Linked DNA regions of Mus musculus: region 1 is linked to region 2. Evidence: chromatin contacts called from public Hi-C data. All regions are on one chromosome and are shown on one strand. The core of a region is the stretch at or near the end of the contact, and the rest is flanking DNA. Distances in the headings are between cores, read along the strand shown. Region 1 overlaps Macf1 (microtubule-actin crosslinking factor 1). Region 2 overlaps Macf1 (microtubule-actin crosslinking factor 1).

Evidence for each region. Hi-C and Micro-C count contacts between places; a contact is called where the count stands out from the background.
Region 1: a Hi-C map of cerebral cortex shows a contact between it and region 2, with 5 times the contacts expected there. The contact joins two enhancer-like sites. A contact is called at or near these places in 10 of 39 promoter capture datasets (the 3T3-L1 cell line, the C10 cell line, the HPC-7 cell line and 6 more), 23 of 484 Hi-C or Micro-C datasets (3T3-L1-derived adipocytes, the AtT-20 cell line, the C2C12 cell line and 16 more), 10 of 115 datasets of contacts at active chromatin or transcription factors (T-cell acute lymphoblastic leukemia, astrocytes, craniofacial prominence and 6 more) and 1 of 9 other capture datasets (adipose tissue).

Annotation. Positions count from the first base shown.
Region 1 is chr4:123,668,793-123,674,088 of GRCm38.p6, forward strand. The region is part of intron 1 of Macf1 (microtubule-actin crosslinking factor 1); the gene reads right to left. It overlaps Gm12925 (predicted gene 12925), which reads left to right. Exons shown (of 4, transcript NR_136925.1): 4 at 2,127-2,418. Among named protein-coding and RNA genes, the nearest start is that of Gm12925, 5.6 kb to the left of the region's middle. Within about 2 kb of position 2,024, at least 42 of the 459 cell types and tissues checked have an H3K27ac peak or open chromatin away from gene starts, as enhancers often do. A contact at or near this core is called in cerebral cortex, where this site is marked.
Region 2 is chr4:123,390,722-123,396,388 of GRCm38.p6, forward strand. It overlaps Macf1 (microtubule-actin crosslinking factor 1), which reads right to left. Exons shown (of 98, transcript NM_001199136.1): 62 at 5,192-5,276; 63 at 4,285-4,526; 64 at 3,349-3,555; 65 at 330-449. Among named protein-coding and RNA genes, the nearest start is that of D830031N03Rik, 18 kb to the right of the region's middle. Within about 2 kb of position 4,355, at least 8 of the 459 cell types and tissues checked have an H3K27ac peak or open chromatin away from gene starts, as enhancers often do. A contact at or near this core is called in cerebral cortex, where this site is marked.

The sequences.
Region 1 (5,296 bases), core at 774-3,273, 280 kb after region 2:
CAATTCCCCTGTTAGCCTCTCTGCTTAAGGATAATTCATTTACGAGCCTCCTGGGTGCCTGAGACTACAAGCCTGTGCCACCACACTGCCTCTTTTCTTTCTTCCATATTACATTTTTATTTCTTTTTCATGCATTTTGATGTGTATGAATGCCAAGGCATAGGCACGGAGAGGAGGTGACAAGGTGTGAGCACTGGTTCTCTTCATCAACCCTTATTCTTGTTTCTTTGAGGCAGGGTCTTTCTCACTTCTTCCTTTGAAAGTTTCCAAAAGCTGCTCTTGACCCTGAGGTCCTTTTGCCTCAGCCTCAGTTACAGGCATGCACTGCCAGCTTGCCTTTTTTTTTTTTTTAAGTAGTTTTTTTTGTTTTAATTTTATATGCAGGAATGTTTTGTCTGCATGGATGTATGTGTACAAAATAGTGCCTACAGAAATCCGAAGAGAGCTTTGAATCCCCTGAAACTGGCAATGCAGATGATTGTGAGACACCACGTGCATGCTGGGAATTGAATTGGGTCCTCTGCAAAAGCAGCCAGTGCTCTTAGCCACTGATCCATCTCTCTAGCTCTGACCAGCTTGTCTTTCAGCCTTCCTATAGCATTAGCTCGGTAAGCCCTGGGGCTTTTGTATGTGAGGGTGCCTGAGGTCCTCAGCATATGGCAAACAACACTGTATATTTAGGACACTCTTGAATGTTTAAAATTTTGATCGACTACAAAATAAATGAGTGAATGAGACAGACGATCTTAAAATACTGAGCTGTCTGTGGCTTTTGACTAGGCTACAGTATTTAAAAACTTTGGGCTGGGTTGTAGCTCAGTGGTAGAGTACGTCCTTAGCATGCAGAGAGCTTCATTCAGTCCCAGCTCAAGCAGACACACACACTCACACAAATAGTATATTTATTTCTCATGGCCTCATACTTTGTGGGCAGCATTTTCCCCAGAACCAAACTCTAATCCTTTGCCTAAAAAATCCACTCCCTGCATCTCCAACTCCTGAAAGCCTAGAGGGAAACTCCTGGCAGCGCATGAAGCCGGTTTTAACTGGCCCAGGCAGCTCTTTTTAACAACCCCACCTTTTAGCTGAGTGGGAGTCAAGCAGGCCTGTAAGCCCAGCGTGTAATCCAGAGGCACGTGGGTCTCCGTAAGTTTGAAACCAGCCTGGTATACAAATCGAGTTCCAGGACAGCCAAGGCTGTTACATGGAGAACCTTGTTAGTTCAGGAGCTGGGTGTCATGGTACATGCCTTTAATACCAGCACTCCTGAGGCACTCTCAGTGTGCCAGCCTGGTCTACATAGTTCCAAGACAGCCAGAGTTACATAGTTAGACGCCATCTCACAAAACAAAACAAACCAAGCAAGCAAACAAACAAGCAGACAGTATTTACTCAGTGGTCAAGAACTGGAGCTACTTCATATTCAGAAAGAGGGAAGTGCGAAATCCTGTCCCCGTCCCCTCCTCAACCTCTAGGAGACTTCCTTCCAACACTTCATCAACTTGGCTTAAGCAGCTCTATTTTCTGTGTGTGAACTGATGCTCTATAAATACATCTGCTAGTAAGGTGTGATGTGTGTGAGTGTGTGTGTGTGTGTGTGTGTGTGTGTACTCTATTCCTCTTTATGGCACTATCTGCTGTGTCTTACATGGTGTGTCTTTTACATTCCCCTGTAGAAATTGGTAGCAGGAGCAGCAGGGACTGCTCAGATTGATCATTTGGTTGGAAGCAAACGGCCAGGTTCTAGTCTCAGTCTTAGGAGTCCCACCTCTAGGTCAGTCCCTCCCCCTTTGGCCAGTCCTAGACAAAGTTGCTTTCTGCCTTGGAAACCTAAGTTTTACCCTAAGTCCCTTAGTCTCCTCAGGGCAGCTAGACTTTGCCTGCCTCTTGTGCTATCCTCTTCTGCTATAAAAGTGCAATATCCCTCATCTCAAAAGCCTGGATGGTGCCAGCCACCCAGGAAGAAGGTTCCCTGCCACCCAGCAGCCCATCACCATAGCAACCCTCAAAATGGTTACCCAGATGGCTGGGTAACCATAGCAACTGGCCAAGTCTCACCTTCTTAGCCTCTCCCTAGGCCTTCTCTGACTTCTCAGAGTCACTGCCATCTCCCATCCTCCCTCCAGAGAACAAGAGGAAGGACCCTCAACAAGAAGCTGTCCCAAAGAAGTGTGGAATGCCTCAGCCACCCAGGCCTGTCTTCACAGAGTGCATAGAAAGGATGTGAAGACACTCGTGAACCATGAAGTGCTACACACATGTTTCTGGTCATTATCTTACTAAGCACTGTAAAGGCAGTAGTTGCCTTAGGCAGAGCTAGAATCCTTCCCAGTTTGGCCCCTTGCTGGCTGAGAGACCTCAGGCGAGGTCCTGAACTCTCCAGGTGTCTGTCTGTTTACTATAGAACATCAGCTTCTTAAACTCAGTTTGACCATTGTGGTTCACAACAGCATGCACCACACAAGGCATATAGCTGGCATTCAGAACGGATCAGTAGTTACAGAGGGCCCCGGCCCTCCACCATCTCTCCCAACAGTGTGGATAAAGCTGTATTCTTTTTCCTCTTGAAAGAATCAAACCTCATTGGGCAGTGGTGACGCATGCCTTTAGTCCCAGCACTAGGAAGGCAGAGGCAGGTGAATCTCTGTGTGTTTGAGGCTAGCCTGGTCTACAGAGCAAGTTCAAGGGCAGCCAGGGCTACACAGTGAAACCCTGTCTTGAAACAAACAAACAAACAACAAAGATTTGAGCCTCATTCACACCACATCTCCCTTCCGCAAGAGAGGGTCTCATTCTTGTGGGCACCTGAGGTTCTTACAGGCGAGGCTGCAGGCAGGCTGCATTCACTATACAGGAAACTGGGAGGTTCCTGAAACTCAAAGGCACAGCAACTCATCTATAAAACTTCCCTCCCTCCCTTCCCACACTGCTCCACCACAGGAGCCTGTGAAGGACAGAACCTACCATTAATCCCCAGGGCCTCCACGGGTCCTACACTGTAGTGGCCTCTGTTTTTAGGTGAGAACGGCAGTGTGGAATACTTCCCCAGGCATCTGAGCAAGCCTGAGATTCAGGCTCTTCTGACCTGGCAGAATTCCTTCCCTCACAGATGGAAGACTAAGATTTAGTCTCAACGTTTCTTTTTTTTTTTTTTTTAAAGATTTATTTATTTATTTATTATATGTAAGTACACTGTAGCTGTCCTCAGACACACCAGAAGAGGGCGTCAGATCTCATTACAGATGGTTGTGAGCCACCATATGGTTGCTGGGAATTGAATTCAGGACCTCTGGAAGAGCAGTCAGTGCTCTTAATCACTGAGCTGTATCTCCCGCCCCTAGCTTCTTTCTTTCTTTCTTTCTTTCTTTCTTTCTTTCTTTCTTTCTTTCTTTTTTTAATATTTATTTATTTATTCATTTATTTATTTTATGTAAGTAGACTGTAACTGTCTTCAGACACTCCAGATGATGGCATCAGATTTCGTTACGGATGGTTGTGAGCCACCATGTGGTTGCTGAGATTTGAACTCATGACCTTTGGAAGTGCTTTTAATCACTGAGCCATCTTACCAGCCCCCCAGCCCCTAGTTTCAACTTCTTATTTTTGTTTCACTTTTTGAGAAGAAGTTTCTCTACATAGTCCTGACTGTCCTGTGTCTTCTAGGTGCCTGGATTACGGAATTCCTCACCACTCCTGGAGTCATTGTTTCTTTTTTTTTTTTTTTTTTTTTATGGTTTTTCAAGACAGAGTTTCTCTGTGTAGCCCTGGCTATCCTGGAACTCACTTTGTAGACCAGGCTGGCCTCGAACTCAGAAATCCGCCTGCCTCTGCCTCCGGAGTGCTGGGATTAAAGGCATTCGCCACCATGCCTGGCTTTCATTGTTTCTTCTCCCTCTCCCCCTACCCCTACCCCCTCTCTCTTTCCTTCCTTCCTTCCTTCCTTCCTTCCTTTCTTTCTTTCTTTCTTTCTTTCTTTCTTTCTTTCTTTCTTTCTTTCTTTCTTTCTTTCTTTCTTTCCTTCTCACTGTATAGCTCTACCTAGCCTAGAATTTGCTCTATAGACCAGGTTAACCTTGAATTCACAGAGATCCACCTACCTCTGCCTCCTGAGTTCTGGGATTACAGTCATGCGCCAAAACACTCAGCTCAACTTCCAACTTTTTGAATTTTCAAAACTCCATTTTGGGATGCTCCCCTCCATTACCCTGGCAGAGTTCTGATTAAAGCCAGGGTCCATGGGTCTGAAGTGTTTCAGGTACAACAGATGCCTCTGCCAAAAAACAGCTCCTGGTTATAGAACAAATGTGCCGAAGCCTCACTCTGTACATCCTTGGAGAAGAACATGAGTCTTGTCTGGAAGAATCCCAAGCAGGGGACATAGTGTCCCTGGGACTCAGTACCTCCCGAGGCCCCTGGGCAGGGGTACTAGGACAGGGGCTCTCTTCTTCAGAAGTTGACTCTGGAGTAGATAAACAGATTAAAAACTAGAGAAGGGCAGTGGTGCAGTGTGACGGTTGAGAAGTGGGGCAAGGGCTGGCATACAGCTCATTTCATAGACTGCTTCCCTGGCATGCATAAAGGCCTGTGCTCATTTTCCATCACTACAGGAGGCAGAGGAAGAGGGATCTCTGGGTTCAAGGCCAGCCTGTCTACATAGTGAGTCTTGGACAGCCAGAGCTCCATAATGAAACCCTGTCTCAAAAAGCCCAAAAAATAAAAATACAAATATAAATAAATAAATAAAATCAGAACTCAAGATGAAGACAGGAGTTAGAAATCTAGTTCATCTGCCAGGCAGTGGTGGCATACACCTGTAATCCCAGTGCCCGGGAGGCAGAGGCAGGCAGATTTCTGAGTTCGAGGCCAGTCTGGTCTACAGAGTGAGTTCCAGGACAGCCAGGGCTACACAGAGAAACCCTGTCTCAGAAAAACAAAACAAAACCAAAATCAAGGTCATCTTCAGCTAGATAGCCATCAAGACCAGCCTGTGCCACATGAGACTGGCTCAAAACAAGCCAGTGAGAGAGGCACAGGGATGGTGGTAATCTATAATCCTAGCCCTCGAAAGTCTGTGTCAGAAGAATCTCATGGACCAGGTCACCCCAAGCTACACAGCAAGACCTCATCTCACAAAACAGTGACAGAGAGGCCAAGAGGTGGCTTGAGAAGGACCCGGGCTCCGTTCCCGGCACTCACATGGTGGTTCACAGCCATGTGTAACTCCAGTGGCAGTGAACTCAGTGTCCTCTACTGGCCACTTCAGGCATCAGACATTCAAGCAAAGCACTCATACATA
Region 2 (5,667 bases), core at 3,105-5,604:
CCTAGCTTTAAAAAGACATAAGGGATATTCTTAACGTTTAACTTTTACCTATCATCTGTGCTTATCTTCAAAACTATTTTTCAATGCTCATCATTTTAGTTGTTCACAAAAACACGTTACTTCCTAAATTATCTAGGAAATCATTAACTATTCTTTCTCGGATTCAAAAGTTTATTTATCCACAAAACAAAACATATTTTTCTCACTGAAGCCAAGTATTTATCGATGAATTTCTACCGTCATTTATTAAACCATTCTACTTAATCTGGGACGGGCACATGGACGTGTCCCAGTAAGGACACGGGAGCGCCTGGCTCTTCTATACTTACCTTCTGCACCTGCAGCTGAGCAGTAGTCTGGTCTTGTTCTAGACGAATTGGACCGAGAGCCATCAGCTTCCGCTTGGTTTCAGCAACCCAAGCTAGTTCTGCATCAGCAGCCTGCTCGTACTAACAGTCAGTAAAAATGAACAGTTACATACAGCCAGCAGCTCTGTCCGGCAACTGTAAACTATCCAACACAGAAAGGCCTGAATTTTCAGAAATATAGTTGTACCTCAAAAGTAAATTCAAAACTGAGAACAATTTCATTAAAAACCATAAACCAAGCTATGGGGGCAGGGGGTTGGAGAGGAGGGCTTTGTGGCTGTGGGTACAATCCCCAGCACCATAGGGAGGACAACATCACTTGGGAGGCTGAGGCAGGAGGATTGAAAATTGTGAGGCCAGCTTGCATTAAACAGGCATACCTTGTCTCACAAAATTAACAAAAATTTCAAGAAAGAAAATAAAATTACAACAACAAAGATATAGAAAAGTTAGAATTCAACTTCTTCAAATGAAGTTATAAAACTTAGTAAAAATAGCCGTTAGACTCTTTCAAAGTGTGCTTCTAATTAGAGAACTTTAACAGAGTGGTGCTCCGTTGACTCTCTCCAATTCGAACACTAAACAGTAGTAGCTTTACTTATTATTTTTTGGGACAAGGCCTTTTGATGTAACTCAGGTAACTTGTGATAATTCTCCTGCTTTAGCCTCCTAAGGGATTACAGGTGTGCACCATCATGCCTAGAAATAGGTGTTTAAACATAAATTTATAATGGCAATGGACAGTTGAGTAGTGTTAAATTGAAAGAACTTGCTTAGATGATGGAATCTAGAAGAACCCCAAACTCAATCACAAAATCCAAGAACATTCTTTGTATAACTGCTGATCATTAGAGTTCTCTAATCTTTATAAGCTTCTCTTCAATTTTAACCACTGTTACTGTAGTGGTCTGAAGAGTTTTGGCACCCCCACAAACTCATGTGTTTGAAAGCTTGGCTCAGAGAGTGTCACTGTAAGGAGATGTGGCCTTGTTGGAGGAAGTGTGTCACTGTGAAGGCAGGCTTTGAGGTTTCATATATACTTAAGTCTAGTCTGGCCAGTGTGATACAGTCCCCTTCTGTAGCCTGCGGATCAAGACACAGAACTCTCAGCTCCTTCTCTAGCACCGTGACTGTATGTATTCTACCATGCTTCCCATCATGATGATAATGGATTAAACTTCTGCAATTGTAAGCCAGCATTAATGAAATGTTTTCCTTTGGGGGCTGGAGAGATGGCTCAGCAGTTAAGAACATTGTTTCTCTTTCAGAGGTTCAATCCCCAGCAACCACATGGTGGCTCACAACCATCTATCCTAGGATCTGGTGCCCTCTTCTGGCCTGCAGGTGCATATGCAGCTAGAGCACTCACATACATTAAATAAATAGGGGGGGGGGGGAATGGTTTCCTTTCCAAGGGTTGCCTTCCCTGGTCATAGTATTTCTTCACAGCAATAAAACCCTAGCTAAGACTTCCCTTTATCTGAAATGCTTAGGAACAGAAGTGTTCTGAATATTTATATAGACATTACTGGTATAACATCTTCTAAATTTTGGAATACTTCACATTTTTGGAATAGAAGGTGCTAAGCCTATATTTAAAGAGAAAAGTAATGAACTGGGCATGGCAGAGAAGGCCTATATGCTAGCACATGGGATGTGGAAGCAGAAGAATTAGGAGTTCAGGGAATGTGTGTTAGGGGACTGACTAGACCACATCATACTGTCTCAAAGCATATGTGTGTAGGGCACGTGTGAGGAATCAGTTTTCCAAGCATAATACAGTGTAACTGAAGGTAACTGGTGGTGATTAGGAAAAACCTAAAGACAAATTGGGAATGTAGCTGGAATCAAAAAAGTCTTCATAGTTCAGAAAACATCTGTTTATCACTGTGAACCCAAGGGGTCATCCAGTCATATATGTGTGTGTGTGTGTGTGTGTGTGTGTGTGTGTGTGTGTGTGAGAGAGAGAGAGAGAGAGAGAGAGAGAGAGAGAGAGAGAGAGAGAGAGAGAGATGTTATGGCATAGTATTAAGTGCATGACCAGCTGTGTGACAGTGATGTCTTAGGAAGATGATGAAGATGTGCCCCGCCTCTCCCCAACCACCAAAGCGGAAGGAAAAAGGGAAACATGACACCTGTGTTTACTAAGAGTCCCTTTTGGCTGGCTGTGCTATTTTGGTTTACATATTTGAAAGTAATTATAGTTCTTGGTATCTTCCCCTTTTCCATCTAACGCTAAAATAGTGGTGCTGCAAACTCCAACTTTCAGCAGGCAGAGGCAGGTAGAGTTCTGTCAATTTAAGGCTAAGATGGAGCTACACAGTGAGATCCTATATAAGGAAGGTGGCAAGACAGGGCTAGAGAGATAGTACAAAGAGGTTAAGAGCTCTTTCAAAGGACCTGGGTTTGGTTTACAGAACCCATGTGTTGGCCCTCTTCTGGTTTCTTTAGTATTAGGTATAAACATGATGCACAGATATATACAAACACAACACCCACACATATAAAAGTAAAACAAATGAACAAAAACCCAAAAACAAATAAATTTAAAAAATAGCTTTAACATAGGGCTCTTCTTGCAAGTTTTTTCTCTGTACCAAGTGGTTGAGTATTTTGGTCCTAATCTGGATCAAAACTCTTCCAAGTGTTTACCTTATTTATTTATTTATTTATTTATTTATTTATTTATTTGGTTTTCCGAGACAGGGTTTCTCTGTGTAGCCCTGGCTGTCCTGGAACTCACTCTGTAGACCAGGCTGGCCTGGAACTCAGAAATCCGCCTGCCTCTGCCTCCTGAGTGCTGGGATTAAAGGCGTGCGCCACCATGCCTGGCTGTGTTTACCATTATTAAAGTATGTTTGTTCTATTTATTTTGATCTCATTATTCTTCTTGAGCCTGTACTTATGTAGGTTATAGCACTGGACACCACATATACATCCCATGACCTAAAACACTAGCACATAGCATTATAAACATTACCTGTTGTGATCTCTGAATAGCAGCATCAATTTCATCTACCCTTTGTCCAACAGTGTCACTGATCAGTTTGTACTGCTCGTTGGCATCAGACACAAGTTTATCCAGTCCTTCTCTGGCTCTCCAAGGCACCAGCTCTAGGAGAGCATGGCTCACCTCATTCACTGTGTCCAACACCAGCCTGTGTTCCATGACCTCCTTCTTCAGTTCCTAAGGAGGGAAAGGTTTTCAGGCCACACCTTGCTAAATTAAGCCCATCAGCAGCAGTGTGTGCTGGGGGGTTGGGGGAAGCCTATCTCCAGCACACATCCCAGCAGGGCACTGACCTCCTTCCTTCAGCTCTTTTTTTCTCTGCCTCACATTTTCAATCATTTTGAAACCTGCCTGACTTTCAGCTTAGCTGCTGCTTATTTACAACTGTCTGCAAGATTTGAGTCACACTGTCTGTGTAAAAACAGTGTTTCTTTCTTTCTATTCCTTAATGCTCTAACTAGGGGCATTTAACATAACAAATACCCACAAAGATTTCTGTGCATCAAGAACTGCTTTTGATACTGCAGCAGAATTAGAACTAACTACGAAGCACCTCCCCCATTTAATTCCTTCCCTTGCTTTGTTCTTGTTCTTTTTCTTCTAGTGCCCGCATCCATCTCCCTCGCCTCCTTTTCACTTGTCTTCTGGTCTCCAAACAGTGCCCCCTTTAGAGAATGAATGGTGGAGGTGAATTATAGGTGACACAGCAAGCAAACTTAGAACCTAGAAATTGACTTCTTTCTTCTTCAGACAACAGCCTTATCTTTATGTAAAATCTTGTTGTCATGAGTACACAAGAGAGAAAGCAGGAGTTCATTTGGTTTAGTTCTAAGGTAAAGGTAAGGAAATATGATACAGACAAAGATGAAACTTCTTTGCCTGCTGCAGTATAAAATGATGGCTTACCTTCTGTCTTTGCTGAAACTGGGGTATTTGCTCCCCTGTGGGAGACTGTCCTCCACTGGCTGCCAGCTCCTCCTCCGCCTCCCTCAGCCACCCAGTTAGTTCCTCATATGTAGAGTGGAACTTGGTGGCCAGCTGCCGGGCTTGTTCTAAAGTTCTGAGGGCCTTGGAGCTAGTGAGAGTGATGTCCGCATAGCGGGTCTTTATCCCATCCAGCTTCTCCTGGATAAGCAGTACCTCCTCGCCTGTGAAGAACAGCAGCCACTGTTCACACCAAGGAGCTCTCAGCACGGAGAGGAAAGGAGCCTTTTAATACTGTCTTTAAATGAGAGCTTAAATTTCATAGACTCTTGCTATGTCCTGACTTCACCCAATATCCCAAACTGAGGGGAAACTGGAAATGGAAATGAACCCTTAATCACATAAACTATTTGTGAGATCAAGCTTGAAATCCAATTGCAGGGGTTTCTAGATGTTTCTGAAACTTTACAGACAATGCTGATATTCAATATATTAGGAGGTAGGAGGAAGTGCCATCTATAATCAGATAGAAGACAACTAAGTAGTTTTCAAAAGGTTTAGCAGAAAATGAACATGTGACCTGTTTCTGTGGAACACATACAGCAATACAATCAGCGCATGTCAAGCTCCCACAGGCCAGGAGGACTGGTCAGTGCTGGGTGCTTATGGTCTTTAAGGCTGACAAGATGGCTTAGAGGACCTGGATTTGGTTCCAAAAAGCATATGGTGATTCATATCAACCTGTAAATCCACTTCCAGGGGACAATGCCCTCTTCTGGCCCCTGAGGGCACTGCGTACAGATGTGGTACACATATGTGCATACAGGCAAACCACTCAAAACATAAAACAATCTTAAGGAGATGCTAAGAAGTATACTTTTCAAAGTACCTGTAGTTTGTTTTAGAAGAGCCTGACCATTTTTTATTGCTTGATCTACATTCTTCTTTCTATTAATAATCTCTTCATTTAAAGCCTGAAAGGAAAGAAGAGCATTAATTTCAAATCTATGGCATAAGAAAGGGAAGCACTCTGAGCGCTTTAAAAGGACAACACCTAAAGAGATCCATTAGCAGCTCAGTTTAAAGTCAGATAGTTGATTCCTTTCTGTATCTCTGTGGTTACTCTGCTAAAGACAACTAAGAAATGCTCTATAGGCAAGCTCTCTTTCATGCTGGATGGAAAAGATTTAGGGTGAAATCGGCTTTACCAATCAACCGATATCAAACTCCAACACAAGAAGTTTAGAAAGGAAATACATCAAAAATGCGCGTTGTGTCTAAAATAGACTTCATGAAGCAAACTAAAACATGGCTGGAGTGAAGAACAGGGACTGCTCTTCCAGAGAATCTGAGTTTGATTTCCAC